Regions from separate parts of the Danio rerio genome. Here region 2 is linked to region 1. A link is a contact called in public Hi-C data. All regions are on one chromosome and are shown on one strand. The core of a region is the stretch at or near the end of the contact, and the rest is flanking DNA. Distances in the headings are between cores, read along the strand shown.

The links. A called contact is a pair of places that touch in the nucleus more often than the background predicts.
Region 2: a Hi-C map of an unstated tissue shows a contact between it and region 1, with 3 times the contacts expected there. The contact joins the promoter of si:dkey-32e6.6 here to the promoter of rpl10 in region 1. A contact is called at or near these places in 2 of 18 Hi-C or Micro-C datasets (caudal fin and an unstated tissue).

The regions. Positions count from the first base shown.
Region 1 is chr23:22,615,601-22,623,309 of GRCz12tu, reverse strand. rpl10 (ribosomal protein L10) reads left to right here and starts at 3,202. Exons shown (of 7, transcript NM_200027.1): 1 at 3,202-3,215; 2 at 3,338-3,369; 3 at 3,743-3,801; 4 at 4,356-4,463; 5 at 5,616-5,754; 6 at 5,998-6,160; 7 at 6,233-6,456. The coding sequence starts at 3,347. The coding sequence ends at 6,388. dnase1l1 (deoxyribonuclease I-like 1) reads right to left here. Exons shown (of 9, transcript NM_213153.2): 9 at 7,025-7,709. The coding sequence ends at 7,685. LOC137489190 (small nucleolar RNA SNORA70) reads left to right here and starts at 5,785; the gene lies at 5,785-5,918. LOC137489191 (small nucleolar RNA SNORA70) reads left to right here and starts at 4,920; the gene lies at 4,920-5,053.
Region 2 is chr23:23,010,422-23,018,130 of GRCz12tu, reverse strand. It overlaps si:dkey-32e6.6, which reads left to right and starts at 3,029. Exons shown (of 11, transcript XM_073938808.1): 1 at 3,029-3,361. tnnc1b (troponin C type 1b (slow)) reads right to left here and starts at 3,929. Exons shown (of 6, transcript NM_001002085.1): 1 at 3,813-3,929; 2 at 2,862-2,892; 3 at 2,595-2,741; 4 at 2,050-2,164; 5 at 1,832-1,968; 6 at 1,510-1,741. The coding sequence starts at 3,836. The coding sequence ends at 1,710. tktb (transketolase b) reads left to right here. Exons shown (of 14, transcript NM_198070.3): 14 at 1-740. The coding sequence ends at 107.

The DNA.
Region 1 (7,709 bases), core at 1,953-4,452:
CTTTCTCTGTTAAACATTATTTGGGAAATATTTAAAAACAAAATCAAAAGGGGGGCTAATCATTTAGACATCTATGTAAAGCAAAAAAAAAACATTATCTTGCAAGAACTGCAGTGGTTGTCTAAGTGACTACGAGGAATGGCACAAAATGTTAATAAATAAATGGAAAATAAATGGGAAAAGTGTTACTGATACATTTTGTTTAATTAAGGCTTAAAATAATATAAATATAATATTAAAAGAATAAAATATATGAAAACAAAATTAAAATGATAATATTGATGTGTGAGTGTTTTTTTGTTTATTTCAAATAATAAAACATTAATATAAGAAATAGTGTTTAAACTCTGGAACAGGATAAGGCAGATCTGACTTGGCCTGACCTGTGCACAGCCCCATCTAAGGTAAGAATGCGTGCCTGAAGAACACAGAGCAACAGACAAGACCAATAATCCAGAATGTTTACAGAGCTTTGGCCTCAGCATTGAACAGAGTGGATGTTTCCCTGGATGGTAGATCAATTTAGTCAAGACGACACATCACCCTTACATGATGACCACTTGTAGGAGGCGAATATTTGTGATGCCACGTCACTTTTACATTTAATATGAGCAAACATTCGTGATTTCCCGGGTTCCAATGACCACCCGAGCATTTGGTCCTCATTATCCACAGTTCAGAGATATGAGGTCATTCTTCTTTAAAAAAAAATTAAGAGTGTGCAGGAGGGATTTCATTACCACATCCGAGAGCTGGAGAAGGACAAAGCAACAGCGCTCCCTCGAGACCGTGTGGAACCAAGACGGTACATCTGAAGGTCTTTGTCGCCATCAAGTGTTTTTAGTGAATGCGACGCTTTACTAAACTGCGACGAGAACAATCCTTAGTTTTGATAACGTTCAAACACTAAACGACGTTCTCACTGAAAACGATGCTCAGCTCAAGCCAGCATTAATTTATTTCTGTCTGAATAAATGCAACATAAACATGTCTAATTTTCAACGAGGATTCAGCCACGCCACGTTAATGTTCACTTCACCGCTAAACTTGGAACTAAAACGTACAGATACACGACAAGTCGTTAGAGCGTTATATTTATAATCCTCACTTTTGCGGTATGCACTTAACCAACTTGTCTATTTATACCCGAGTACAAATTTTTCGTTGTGATGTCATTGCTGTGTCATTAATTTAAATGTGCAGTTAATAAGTAACTGACGAACCATCTCAGAAAAATATATATATATATTTATTTGGAATATGTTAAAGATTTTTTAATATATATTTTATACATTTTTATTTAATTAGTAAAAATAGGCTAAAATTTAAATTGTAAAATAATGCACACATTTTCGCGTGATTAAGCCTATTCAGATTATACCTTTAATTCTATTTAGAACGCACTATAAGGACGTAAGTTAGATCAGGTTCTTTATAGAATTCTTTGCTGCTTTGTGTTTTGCAGTTTTTCTCTTGATTAGAGACGCTTTATCTGAATTTGCGTTTAATTTTTAGTCATTCTGATTTGTACTTCGGACATCTCTGCAAAAAAAAAAAAAAATAAAAAACTAAAAATGAGAGTTTTAGCACTGTGTAACTATGCAATATTCACACATAATTTTCCAAGCGTCACAGAGATACCTGAATACCTGCCCACTGCCCACTGCTCCAGGTGTGTGTTTTGCCTGTGTGTGTGTGTGTGTGTGTGTGTGTGTGTGTGTGTGTGTGTGTGTGTGTGTGTGTGTGTGTGTGTGTGTGTGTGTGTGTGTTTGTGTGTGTGTGTGTGTGTGTGTGGGTGTGTGTGTGTTTGTGTTTATAGTTACTAATAATACAGAAGACGGTCACCAAAGACACTGAGGGTTGGTGAGGGCCACCAAAGACACTGAGGGTCGGTAAGGGTCCTCAAAGACACAGAGGGTTGGTGAGGGCCACCAAAGACACTGAGGGTCGGTAAGGGTCCTCAAAGACACAGAGGGTTGGTGAGGGTCACCAAAGACACTGAGGGTTGGTGAGGGTCACCAAAGACACTGAAGGTTGATGAGGGTGACCAAAGACACAGAGGGTTGGTGAGGGTCACCAAAGACACTGAAGGTGGGTGAGGGTCACCAAAGACACTAAGGGTTGGTGAGGGTCACCGGTCACCAGAGCACAATTGGGTTGGTGAGTTTCATCAAAGACACAGAGGGTTGGTGAGGGTCACCAAATACACAGAGGGTTGGTGAGGGTCACCAAAGACATAAAGGGATGGTGAGGGTCACTAGAATACCTAACAATGAGTGCTGCTGAGGATTACTGCAATGTGCTGGACATGATACAGTGGCAGATTTTGTTATGAAGACAAAGACTGCAGATGCTGATTCTGACTGAAATAAAGCTTGTCATCTTCAGGCATCTTTAGTCTCTCTCTTCTTTTTGTCTGCATTCTGCTTAGTCTTTAGTTTGTAGCTCAAAAGCTTGAAGTTCAAAGTTAACATATTTAATGCAATTACAACAAGTTAAATTTGCATTACAACAGTTAACATAAAAATTAAACTGACATGTCACTTAACCAAAACTGGCCATAGTGCATGAGTGTGAGTATGAATGGAGAGCGTATGGGTGTTTCCAAGTATTGGGTTGCGGCTGGAAGGGCATCCGCTGCATAAAACATATGCCGGAATAGTTGACGGTTTATTCCGCTGTGGCAACCCCTGATAACCACCTGACTGCCTGAGGAAAATGAATGAATGAACGATGGTCTATTTTGTAGTGCAAGAGGACAAATTCACTAATAAAACAAGCCCGATTCCAGGATATAAGGGTGCTTGACAATTAAGGTTTTAATTATCATATTGCCATATGATCCTTTTGTTAAAAATGTTTATATAAAAATCTCCATCATTTTAAACAATGGACTGGAACTGGTAAAAAATAAAGCATCATTCCTGGAAGGACCCCATCGCGCTGATGGACTACAAATACCAGCAGACATATGAGCGACCGCACTACAAATCTCGCTTTGGCTAAAGCACAGAAAATGACAATCTTAAATGAATCTACAGCACGCTTATGATTGTTTTAGGAAATACATTGATAAATGATTGTTAATTTCGCAAACTAGACTACAAAATCGGTTTTAAACGATATAAATACAACGCGAATATGTAACCGGAAGTAGTTTCCCTCGTTGCATTATGACGCAGCGGAAAGGCAGTTTTCTTCCTTTCCTCCATTAGGTGAGTGCGTGGTAAGAGCGCGGTGCTTTGCTCTCTTCCTTTTTGTCGAAAAAACACATTATTTTTCCAATGATATACACGCGTTGTCCTTATTAAATCAATTGTTATTGTGTACGTTACAGATCGCAACCATGGGCCGCCGTCCAGCCCGTTGGTAAGTTGTGAATTTGGTGTTTTAAAAAGTAGCCGCAATGAAAATGGCAGGCCCCGCTAACCATGTGCAGCCCGCCGGCCACATACAAGGAGTAGTGACAGGACACTCACGAGCTCTGCTTTCTGATACTAACAAGTGTTTATATAAAACAACTTTAAATTTAATTTAAATGCATGATAGGTTATTTGTTGGAAGAAGTGGTTTTGGTGTCAGGCTAACAAATTAGCCTCCCAACAGTCACTTTAATGTTATTTGACATTTTTGCTGTTTGCAGCGTAATAGTTAAATAAGATCTTATGGTAACTTTATAAACTGTCGTATATTCCTATATATAAGAGTTTTAGTCTTGTTAATGGTCTACTGTCTTTTCCAGTTACAGATACTGTAAGAACAAGCCTTACCCCAAGTCCCGTTTCTGTCGAGGTGTTCCTGGTAAGCCATGTATTTTTTTGGGGGGGGATGTAATGCTAATTGTCTTGTTGCATAAAACAAGAATGTTATTTTGTCCATTTACTTAAAGTATATTTGTCAGCTCATGACTTAAATGTAACATTAGGGATAGTTTACTCAGAAATAAAAAATTGCCATTTGCTTATCAAGTTGTTACAAACCTTTGAGTTTTTACTATCAAACAAGATATTTTGAAAGCTGTAAATTAGTAATTGTTGACTTTAACAGTATTAATTTTTTTCTAAGGATGTCAATGTCTTCAGCTTTTTTGTGTCAAACGTAATAATTTTAATAAAATCAGCATAAATGGCAAAAATCTAGCTGTAAAGATACGTTTTTGATCAAGTTTTACCATTTTCTGTTCCAGGGACATTGGTTAACATGTTTACATGATCATTCTAACCTAGTTTAAGTATGTAAAGTTGGTCTAGAATGTGTCTGTAAAAACGCTGTGGGAATGCAAAATGTGCGCATTAGTGTTATCTCTGTATAAATCAATCAGTTTAAGGTATGTTCTGTCTCTTTACCAAACTCAGATCCCAAAATCAGGATCTTCGACTTGGGCAGGAAGAAGGCTAAGGTGGATGAGTTTCCCCTGTGTGCTCACATGGTGTCTGATGAGTATGAGCAGCTGTCCAGTGAAGGTGAGAGATGCTGCGCTTACTGAATTTTACAATTTGACATTACATTTCAAGCACTGTAGTTCTGGGTCATATTTAAAATATTATACAAAAAAATAAAAACTGCTCCTAACTTGCTTTTTTTTTGAGAGAATTGTAAAAAAAAAAAATAATAAAATAAAATTTGGTGTCAGTCCTAAATTTTAGACTGTAATGTTATGTATCTTTATTTATTTGCTTTGAGTATTTCACAAAGTAATTTAGTGCTAAAACTACTCCTAAATCAGTGAGATGTTAGAGCACTGTAGAGGACTCCTAAAACACTAAGACCAAACCATAAACTTTCCTAAAGAGGCTGTTGCTGGCAATCTGCATTCGGAAAGGAAAACGTTTTTAAAAATTTGACTGAGCTTTTGAAAAGGTAAATCTTAAGTAATTATGCAAATATATTCTATAAGTAAATAGTATTTTTTATCTTCTCTGCAGCTTATTAAGCCGACTGGACAGGTTGTGTGTACTTGTGTGGTGTGCAAAGGCTGCAGACAGTGAATCTTTGGTTGTGTATGAGCCTGGCTGGGTAGTGCCGGGCCCTTTAAGGGACCATTGAAACATGCCATTGCTGAACATTAAAAAAAAGAGCATATGATTGTCAAGTTCTATTTTTACACATTTTGTATACCTTTTTAAATATTTAAAACCATTTAATATTTGCTAGATTTTAGAAAAATGCGTAAATTTTACATGGGAAGGATCTTTATTTAATGTCTAAAACATTTAAAAGCAAGGAACATACATTATACCACGCAATTATTATCTTCAGCTGCATTTAAAATTTCTTTTAAAGTGACACTATTTAAAAAAACCTTTATTTGAATATAGCATCACTTTCTTAGCCAAGTTTCAATCTCTTGCGGAGACCCCTCCTATCCCTATCAGCCAATCACTGTACATAATTGGTAATCATGCTGACATCATCCATAGCAACAAGGTTAACCCCACTCCTACTCTCCGCTTAAGACTTATAAACTCTTTATTCTGTAGTAAACATTTGTCTCAGCAGCTTTGTGAATATCTTTTGAGAACTCTTAGATAATAACATTTAACTTTTCTTTAGAAAATCTCTGTGTTGAGATGAAATTCTGATGATTTTTTTAATCCGCTGATTCATTTGTCTAGCTCTTGAGGCTGCCCGTATCTGCGCCAACAAGTATATGGTGAAGACTTGCGGTAAAGATGGCTTCCACATCCGTGTGCGCCTGCACCCCTTCCACGTCATCCGCATTAACAAAATGTTGTCCTGTGCCGGAGCTGATAGGTGAGCTGCTGTTTGCTCTGATATACTCTACTGCAGCTTATTAAGCCGACTGGACAGGTTGTGTGTACTTGTGTGGTGTGCAAAGGCTGCAGACAGTAAATCTTTGGTTGTGTATGAGCCTAGCTGGGTAGTGCTGGGCCCTTTAAGGGACCATTGAAACATGCCATTGCTAAATTTATTTATATTTGTTTTACAAATTCGAGCACTTTTAAGGGAATTAAACTGAGTTATGGTGTCTTCCAGGCTCCAGACTGGTATGCGTGGTGCGTTCGGGAAGCCTCAGGGCACAGTGGCCCGTGTGCACATTGGCCAGGTCATCATGTCTGTGCGCACAAAGGCCCAGAACAAGGAGCATGTGATCGAGGCTCTGAGGAGAGCCAAGTTCAAGTTCCCTGGCCGTCAGAAGGTAATGCAACACAAATGAAAACTAAGTTGTAATTGTCAAGCGGTCGCTGATGTTGGGTTTCTTTCTCTTTAGATCCACGTGTCCAAGAAGTATGGCTTCACAAAGTTCAACACGTGTGACTTTGATAACATGCTGGCGGAGAAGCGTCTGATTCCTGATGGCTGCGGGGTGAAATACATCCCCAGCCGTGGACCCCTGAGCCGCTGGAAGGCCCTTCATGCCAACTAAGCACCTCACACTTGCTTTCGTTTGTGTGAAAAAGGCTCAAATGACCACAAATAAAGTCCATTCTTTGATTTTTCTAGTCTTGCTGTTGTTTTTCCAAGCTCTAAACTGAACACCTGTGGAAGTCCTAACTTGTAGTTTTATTTTGAAATATAATTTATAATATTTTACCCAATTAACACTTTTAAAAATGTTATTTAAGATTCATAAACCCTTGTATAATTCAAATAGAATATCTGTTTCAGATGGAAATAACTGAGATGCATACTTTCATAAACAATTTAATGCTGCAATGGTATCTCTGTTTAGTAGATGAGTTCATAAAAAAAAAAGTGAATTTAGTAAAAAGCTAAATATATTTCCAGTGTATTTGATGTTTTTTTTTTATTCAAAATAACTTGATTCCTTTAAAAAACTAATTGACATGCAAAGATACTTTGATTTCTCAGGTCTGACATGATCCAAACAAAATGTCACATTATTAAAAATATTGTTATTGTAAGTAATAAAAACATATAGGGTTTTATTTTCTAACTGATATGCAGGTGTCAATTTATCTGAATATTTTATATAAAAATATTGAATGTTTAATAAACGAAATGTATTTGATCCACAGAAATAAAAACCATGACACGCTAGTGGGATTCAGAAAGTTCAATAGCGTCCCCTTCTGGAACATTTAACAGTAAGTAAAGTAGGACCAATTCAAGTGAACTTGTTAAAGGAATTGTTGAATTGTCAGATCACATTAAATGCATATTACAAAATAATTTTGCATTGCTTGGCTTTTGGTTTAAGTTCTGTGAAACATTTTAAAAAATAAATAAAACAATCTTTCAAGAAAAATAACTTCCTCTTTATCAGGCCACATCCTTCCGCTAGACAATTTTTGTTTTGTCACTTGAAACCTACATGGATGACTTTCTGACTGGGCAAATTAAGCAACATGGAAACTTGTACATAATGTTCTTTTATCTTTCTTTTTTTCACTACATTTAACTACCTTCAATATAAAACAACTACCTTCAAAATTTCCAGTAGAGGATGTAGAAAAAGCTTAGTTGATAAAAACATAAATGTAACGATAATAACAGAAAAAAAAAAATCTTTTTTTACAAAAAAAAAGCATGCTGAAAATAACACCTGAGCCAATTCATCATTATATTCGAAAAGCCATAAAACACGCAAAGAATTTAATCTTCAGTCACTCTCCAACGCATTCTGAGCTCAAGTACAACAGAGCTGTGTAACAGCAGAGTATAGTCTTCATCTGGGCCAGATGAATAATCCACTTGTAGTTCATACAATCATCTGCATGAGCAGT
Region 2 (7,709 bases), core at 1,780-4,279, 390 kb before region 1:
CCGTGAGCCGTGTGCCCAGAAGTGGGAAACCACAGGAGCTGCTGGACATGTTTGGCATCAGTGCCAAATGTATTGTTGCTGCCGTCAAGCGTACTTTCGCCAACTGAAACTGTTTGAACCACCCTGAGCTACACCCTTCCTCTTTCTCCACTCCTAACCCAGACCCCATAGACAAGCTCACCACACAATCCATATCATTCCAGCAGCTTACGGCTTGAGGATACAGCTAACTTCTCAACTCTTAATGCGTGCATTGTAGTTTACAGTGTCCTTCACAGCTCTGAAATGCTTCCATTTTGTGTCATCATTGGTTTTGCCTTGACCGCTTTAAATGCTACATTTAAAAGTGTTTTTAAAAGATTTGGAGGTTTATCAGAGTGCATTAATGGATTAGATCAGAATGAAAGTATTGTTAACGGACCGTTTCAAAAGTCATTTCATCTTTCCAATTGCTTTTGGCTGTGCTTCCTGTAATTACATGCTAGTTTGAACAAATACATTTGACGATGGCTGTGATGATGCTTTCAGGGAGTAAAAAATAAATACAAAATATATATCTATTTTTTTTTACTGCTGTGTTAACCACTGGACAACCCAGGTTTGGAAAGTTGAACTTGAATGGTTTGGTTTTGGTGACTTGATGAAACGTCACGTTACTGAGATGCCCTCACTGTTGTTGTTTTTTCACCTGTAGTTTTCACTCAATTTGGTAATGTTAATAAATTCAACTGCCCATCTAATCTGCCTATTTGCTTTATAAGTGTAGGTAGTGTGTGTGTGTGTGTGTGTGTGTGTGTGTATATGAATGTATATCTTGAAGAGCCTTTTGGTTAATGAAGACAATGAGGTAGCTAAATGAATGTAGTTGGATACACTACAAATTTTGTACTGGTAATTATAAAGCATGTTTGTCTCTGGAGAGCAACTGTGTACTGCAAGGTGTTTTCTTCTTTTCTTTTTTTTTCTTTTTTTTACTGAAAGTGTAAAGAACTTCCATTTAGGACACAATACTAGGAAAGTCCCAGACAAATGTTTCATAGCAAAGCCCAGCAAAAAATTTTGTGTTTAATAGGCGTCTAATGAACATCTAAGAGTAGACAGCTTGGCTAAAACAAGGCTAAACTTACGCTGTCAGCAGAAATCTAATAGACATATAAGAATAGCCCGATGAACCGATTAGACTTTATATGTGTAATCATTAATTTTTGTTTATTTGACGTCTATTAGATTTTCCGTGACAGCCCAAATTTAGCTTGGTTTTAGCCAAGACGACTATATTTAAACATCTATGAGACCTCTTTTAAAAACAAAAAATGTTTGCTGGGTGCATTCAAGTTTGTGTTCAGGCATGGGGGAGTGTAATTTGGTGTTAGAAGTTTTAGAATGTTTTCAAGGGATTGTATTTTTCAGTGTATAGGAGTTAAGACCAGCACATTTTTATAACGTGAGTGAACGCTAAAAACAGGTGTACATTATCTTCAAAAAAAAAAAAAAAAAACAATTGTGTACAGAAAAGGTTTTTACTTGAGCACAAATAACACGAATAATTAGGGCAGCAGTATGACAAGACTGATTCACTTCAACAACCTTTCAGAACTAAATGAAATGCAGATCATTTTCCGTGCTTTCTAATTAGGTGTCCGTGTGGTGACGTCAGAGAGGCAGGCAGCATTGGTTCAGGGAATGAAATGGCTTCACTTGGCGGGTTTTTACTCGACACCCTTCATAAAGTCCAAGAACTCTGTTGGGATGTAAGGTAAATGCTAATCAGTTGTCGAAATGTATATTTTGAATAAATATCCATAATAAAGTGGTTGTTATATGAGTTTACCGTCGTAGTCGATCTTGCCGTCGTTGTTTTTGTCTCCGTCCTTCATGAGTTCCTCGATGTCATCCTCAGTGATGGCCTCACCTGTGGACTCCAGCATGTTCTTCAGCTCATCCAAGTCAATGTAACCATCTCCATTTCTTAACAGGACAATAAAACGTGGTTTTGCAATAGATTGTAAAATGAGGCCAACTTTAACATGCTTTGATAAAAATACATACTTATCAAACATGCGGAAGACTTCAGCCAGTTCTTCTTCTGATTTTCCTTTGCTCTCCTCTTTCATACAGCGCACCATCATGACCAAGAACTCATCAAAGTCTACTGTCCCACTCCCTACATCCCACAGAGACCACCAGTGAACAATCAAATCCCAATTTATACACTTTCGGAAATAAAAATACAAAAGCTGTCACATACATGTTAGCAGGGGCGTAGCAACCAGGGGGGATGGGGGGATATGTCCCCCTTACTTTTAGAGACAGGCCATTTAACAGGTGATTAATAATTACATGAACATAAACTTTAAGATCTCAAGACACCCCCCCCCCCCCCCCCACACACACACAGACACATACTTTTAAAATGTCTGCTATGCCCTGCATGTTAGTACGTAATGATCTAGATATCTTTAAGATACATATTAATAGTTTTTACCTTTTCACAAGGTTTTGCCCCAGTGACAGGTTTTGTAACATTACCTTTATTACTATGAATGTACCATAAACTTGAGGAGAATAAATTATACCTTAAATGAATGACATACCATCTTCATCTACTTCGTCTACCATTTCCTGAAGCTCTTCTTGAGTGGGGTTTTGGCCCAGCATCCTCATCACCTTCCCCAACTCCTTAGTGCTGATGCAGCCGTCCTCAGCGTCCTGCACGAAGATGTCGAACGCAGCACGGAACTCTGCCAGGTACAGTCACAAGCACAAATGACACATCACAGACATTTATAAGTTGGAAAGAGAATAGTCATGTAAAATCACACAAAATCCAGCGATATGACAGATTTCAACGAGGAACTTACCATTCTTCTGCTCCTCTGTCAAGTTCTCCACCTGTTAGGTTCAAGAGAGAGCTCAAAATTGGCTCCAGTTGACTCAGAACTAAAAATACAATTTGTTGTAAGACTATATAGCTTGTCGTTCATCATAGACCGACCAAGGTATGTGCTTTACAGAAATGACAGCTGTCACTTGCGTAACGGTCTTCAGACACCAGACACCCTCATTGTTAAATGCTTCAACCTCAGTGTCTGTGACCCTTCAATATTTCATCAGCTTCAACCTATAATTTTCACTAGTTTTGTTGATCAATTATTGAGCAAATCCATTTTGACAGTGTTTCCTGTGCCATTAGGCTCTGTGCCTTTAAAAAGGCTCCAGAGTAGCTCTCTCAAATGTCCCGTTTATTGATTTAACCTTGAGAGCTAACCTGCAGACAGTGCACTCATTGATCTGTCCGGTTGATTATTAGTTATAATGCAGAAATCTGCCATTTGTAGAGGAAGGAAATGGTCAAGGACAGGTAAGCTGTTAAACTATCATTTATAAATTTAAAATTTCGCTGACATTTGCATGCAAAACTATTTATGGGACTTATTACGGGGTCACTTTCCGTACAGACAGCCTGAAGGGGAGTTAAATGCTCATACATTTGAAGACAAAATTTGTAATTCTACTGTGAAATTTGAATTCGTTTTCAAATATTTCCCAAGTGATGTTTTAGTTAATTAGTGAAGTCACTGGACAACAGCGAATAAGATAAAATAATCTCTTAAGGGGCGAATAATATTGACCTTAGCAGTTGAACTTTTTTTTTTTACTAGAAGAAAAAGACTTTCTCCAGATGATAATAAGATATAATAGGAAATACTGTGAAGAAAATTCTTCCTCTGTTAAACATCACATGGGAAATATAAAAATAATAAGAAAAATTTTGTCTTCAACTAACTTTAATTACTGTGCCCATAACTTACCGCTGCTTTATATACATCATCCATGGCTGTCCCGGGTTTAGATTTTCCTTTTTTGAAATGGTCAGTAAACTCCTCACAGGTAATCCAGCGCTCCTCTCTTCACGGCAGACACAGGACAAAGAGTCCCAGGGCCACCTGCCTTGGCCTTTATGGCTGGAATGGATGGCTTAGAAAAGACAATGGCTTTTGTCACTCCCCTTTCCTATCAGAGAGAGAGCGAGGGATGAGTGAAAAAGGAAAGGGAGCAGGGCAGAAAGGGGTTAGGGATGGTATGGGCTATAAATAGAGGAGGAATTTCAGAGACAACAGGCAGGAGAACTCGAGTTATGACAATAAGTCCTTGGCACTGGTCTTTCTGGCCGCCTAAGCAACAATCCCATATCAGGTTCTAAACTTATCCACCGGTCACCTGCATTTGCCAATCATTTGCTGAGCAGCATCACAGCTCCATTCCTGTGCCAGGCACTGGTCATATACGTATGAACATGACTGTAACCTAAGAGACTAGTAGCACTGGTCCAATCAATCAGTGCTTGGTTGAAGGTAATTAACTTAATATTGCCCTTCCAGTAGGTTTCTTTGACCAAATCATATAGAAAATGTGTGATTTTTAATAATCTATAGTTACAGCAATTGTTTGAATGGATAAATGCTGTGAAGTGAAATAAATAAGCTGTGCCTGGATAGGTGCTATATTGAATTTAAATTTACTTTATGAACTTGTATATACAGTAGTGTGAATATGAGCATTATGAGTGGTACTATATCCACCATGTTCTCATTATCACATGACCTTGTCAGTTGCGTCGCTTCACTCCCATTTATAAATTGTTTTGGATTGCCTTATGGGATAGTAATGTGTACGTTGGATGCATGCTTCAGAATCTTGCTGGAAGCAGTGGGTACTTCTTGCATATTGAGCAAGTTCTATCAGCGTTTCTGCAGTTTACTGACTATTATATTGTTACAGACATGAATTTCATTCTTCTGCTGTAAGATGATACTATGAGAAATGTGATTAACCTTTGACTTGTGTAGTAATTTTATTCCATTCCAATATGTTTTATTTTGTGTTAAAAAGGAGCAAGGAAAGGAAGCATTGGGACAAAAAAGCATCTGCTAAATGACTAAATGTTGAAATTATATTTTTGAAAGAACATTAATTCAACCTTTTATAAACAGAGGTCTTTAAAGGGTCTTAAATCAGTGCAGAGAAAATGTAATAATAGAAATGGCATAAAATGTCACATGCTTGTCACATTCATCCCTATTTAAAAATAGATAACATGTAAAATAATTAAATTCAGATTTGTTTTCTGAGATATTTAACAGCCTTAAGTAAAATGCTTAAATATGTAGAATGAAAACTTATTTCCATGTACATTTCTGTTCCTATTCGCAGATTTTATTTTAAAGTTTGTGAAGTTTTTAATTAACTCTGATGTTTGTGTCTTCATGAAAAGTTAAAACCTCTTTTGTAATAAACGTTTTAGTGCAGTTATATTAGAGTTAAAAAGTATCATATGTTTTTGGCCTAAGTAACCAAGATAAACACATCTCTGAGTAAAAGATCATGGGAAGCATCTAATCTTTTGACATCCAATTACCCAAATTCTACCTTAATTTCTATAATTAAGTCCAGAGGTGGAACCTTACTTACTCACATCTTTTGCCATAGCTGCCTGATGGCATATTTTCTTATTTTGTGAACTTATTTTTTGTCCTGGCTACAAAAGACATGACAGTTTTTGCTTTTTTGCATTTTAAATGTATAGTCATTTAGAATATTTTAGTTCCCTTTCTTACTTTTTCCCAATATATATCTGATTCATGCCATGGAAAAATATTCAAACTGCATATATGACTGCATATATACTGCATAAAAAAGCCCATATTTGAATTTTACATATAAAGATGTTAGATGCAAAAACCTCTGAATGCCATCTAAAAATTTCCATCAAAAATGAAAATTTTTCTAAGTCTTCGTTGTTTGTTAAGATTATTCACTTTAAAGACCAGGAAAAGGACGTATTCTTTGCCATAAAAGTGATATCACTGGACATACACACAGGACCCTGATAAAAATGCTCATTTTAGAGGTAAATTTCAGACGGCATTTAGAGGTTTTTGCAACTCTTTATAAATATTTCAAAATGTTCACTTACATATTTCTTTTTTAACCGTTGGAATTACAATATGTACATATATGTTCAAATATATTGTACATGTGCTTATCTATGGTCAAATTTGTAATTCCAATGGTTGAAAAAAAAAAAAATATATATATATATATATCCAGTTGAAGTCAGAATTATTAGCCCCTCTTTGATTTTGATTTTCTTTTTAAAATATTTCCTAAAGGATGTTTAACAGAGCAAGGGAATTTTCACAGTATGTCTGATAATATTTTTTCTTCTGGAGAAAGTCTTATTTGTTTTATTTCAGCTTAAATAAAAAAGTTACATAAAAAAAAAAAATTTAGAACATATTTATTAGCCCATTTAAGCTATATTTAAAAAAAAAAAAAAATTTAACGGGCAAATAATTAAGGGGGCTAATAATTCTGACTTCCACTGTACATATTCATTCATTCATTTTCTTTCCGTCCTAATCCCTTTATTAATCTGGGATTGCCACAGTGGAATAAACCGCCAACTTATCCAGCACATGTTTTACGCAGCGTATGCCCTTCCAGCCACAACCCATCTCTGCGAAAAACTGTACATATGTAAATATTTATTTTTGCTTTTTGCATTTTAAATATATTTTAGTCACTTACAATATTTTAGTTCATAACATTTTTAATATGTGTAAAATTCAAATATGAACTTGTATGTCACATATGTAATTTATATATATATAAATTGCCATTTTTGCGATTTCCATCTTCATTCAGGGTGTCTGCGGAGTCTTAAAAAGTCTTAAAATATCTTAAATTTAATTAAAAAAAAAGAATTTGTCTTAAATTCACAGATGTGTTGTGTTTTAGCCTTAAATCATTTTAAAAAGGTCTTAATTTTAAAAGTTGTGCAAGTAAAAAAAAGAAGGCTGACACCCATCCAATCACCAACAATCCATCAAAATAATTTTTCTTTATATATACAGTATATTTAAGTTTTTTAATTGCTAAGAGATGTTTATTTTACAACAGCTGTCAGAAATTGTTCAGCAAATTCTCTTAATTAAATTCCCTAATTAGGAAAATAAAACTAAAAACAATTACACAATTGCTCTGGATAATAACAGAGCAAATGCATTTACATGATCTTCCATTTACATTAAAAATATTTACAGAAGTGTGAGTGATATCAATATTTATAAACAGGCATGAACCTAAAGGTTTTATAACAGAAACTCATAAGGTTGAATAGTAGTTATGCTTAATTCATTTTGACCAAAAGCAAACAAATATATTTTTTGATTGTTTGTGTAGTTTTCTTTATAATAAATATACTTTTAACAATGATAACCTTGTCAATAAAATAAAAAGAAAGAAACATTGTTTTGAAAAAAAGTTGTGTATAATGTGTCAAAACAACAAGTTATTTGTTTTAACACAATAACATATGGGATTAAGAAATAACACATTTTTAGTTGTTTTTGTATATAGCACATTTTTACAACACAATGTTGCCAAAAGTGCTGAACACCATCAATACTAATACAATACGGTGATAACAGCAAAAGTCTGATCCCCACTTGCACCGGGACCCTGGTACCAAAAGAATAAACTGATCAGAAGACCTTAGTGATCTACCAGGATTATATACATGTAAGTAAGGTGGTGTCAGATCCCCCCCCCCCCCATGCAAAAAAAAAACATGGATTACCTTCTCAAGGTCATTAAAAGAGGAAATGGCTTTTACTTTACTTTTACCACAAGTCGTAAATGGAAAA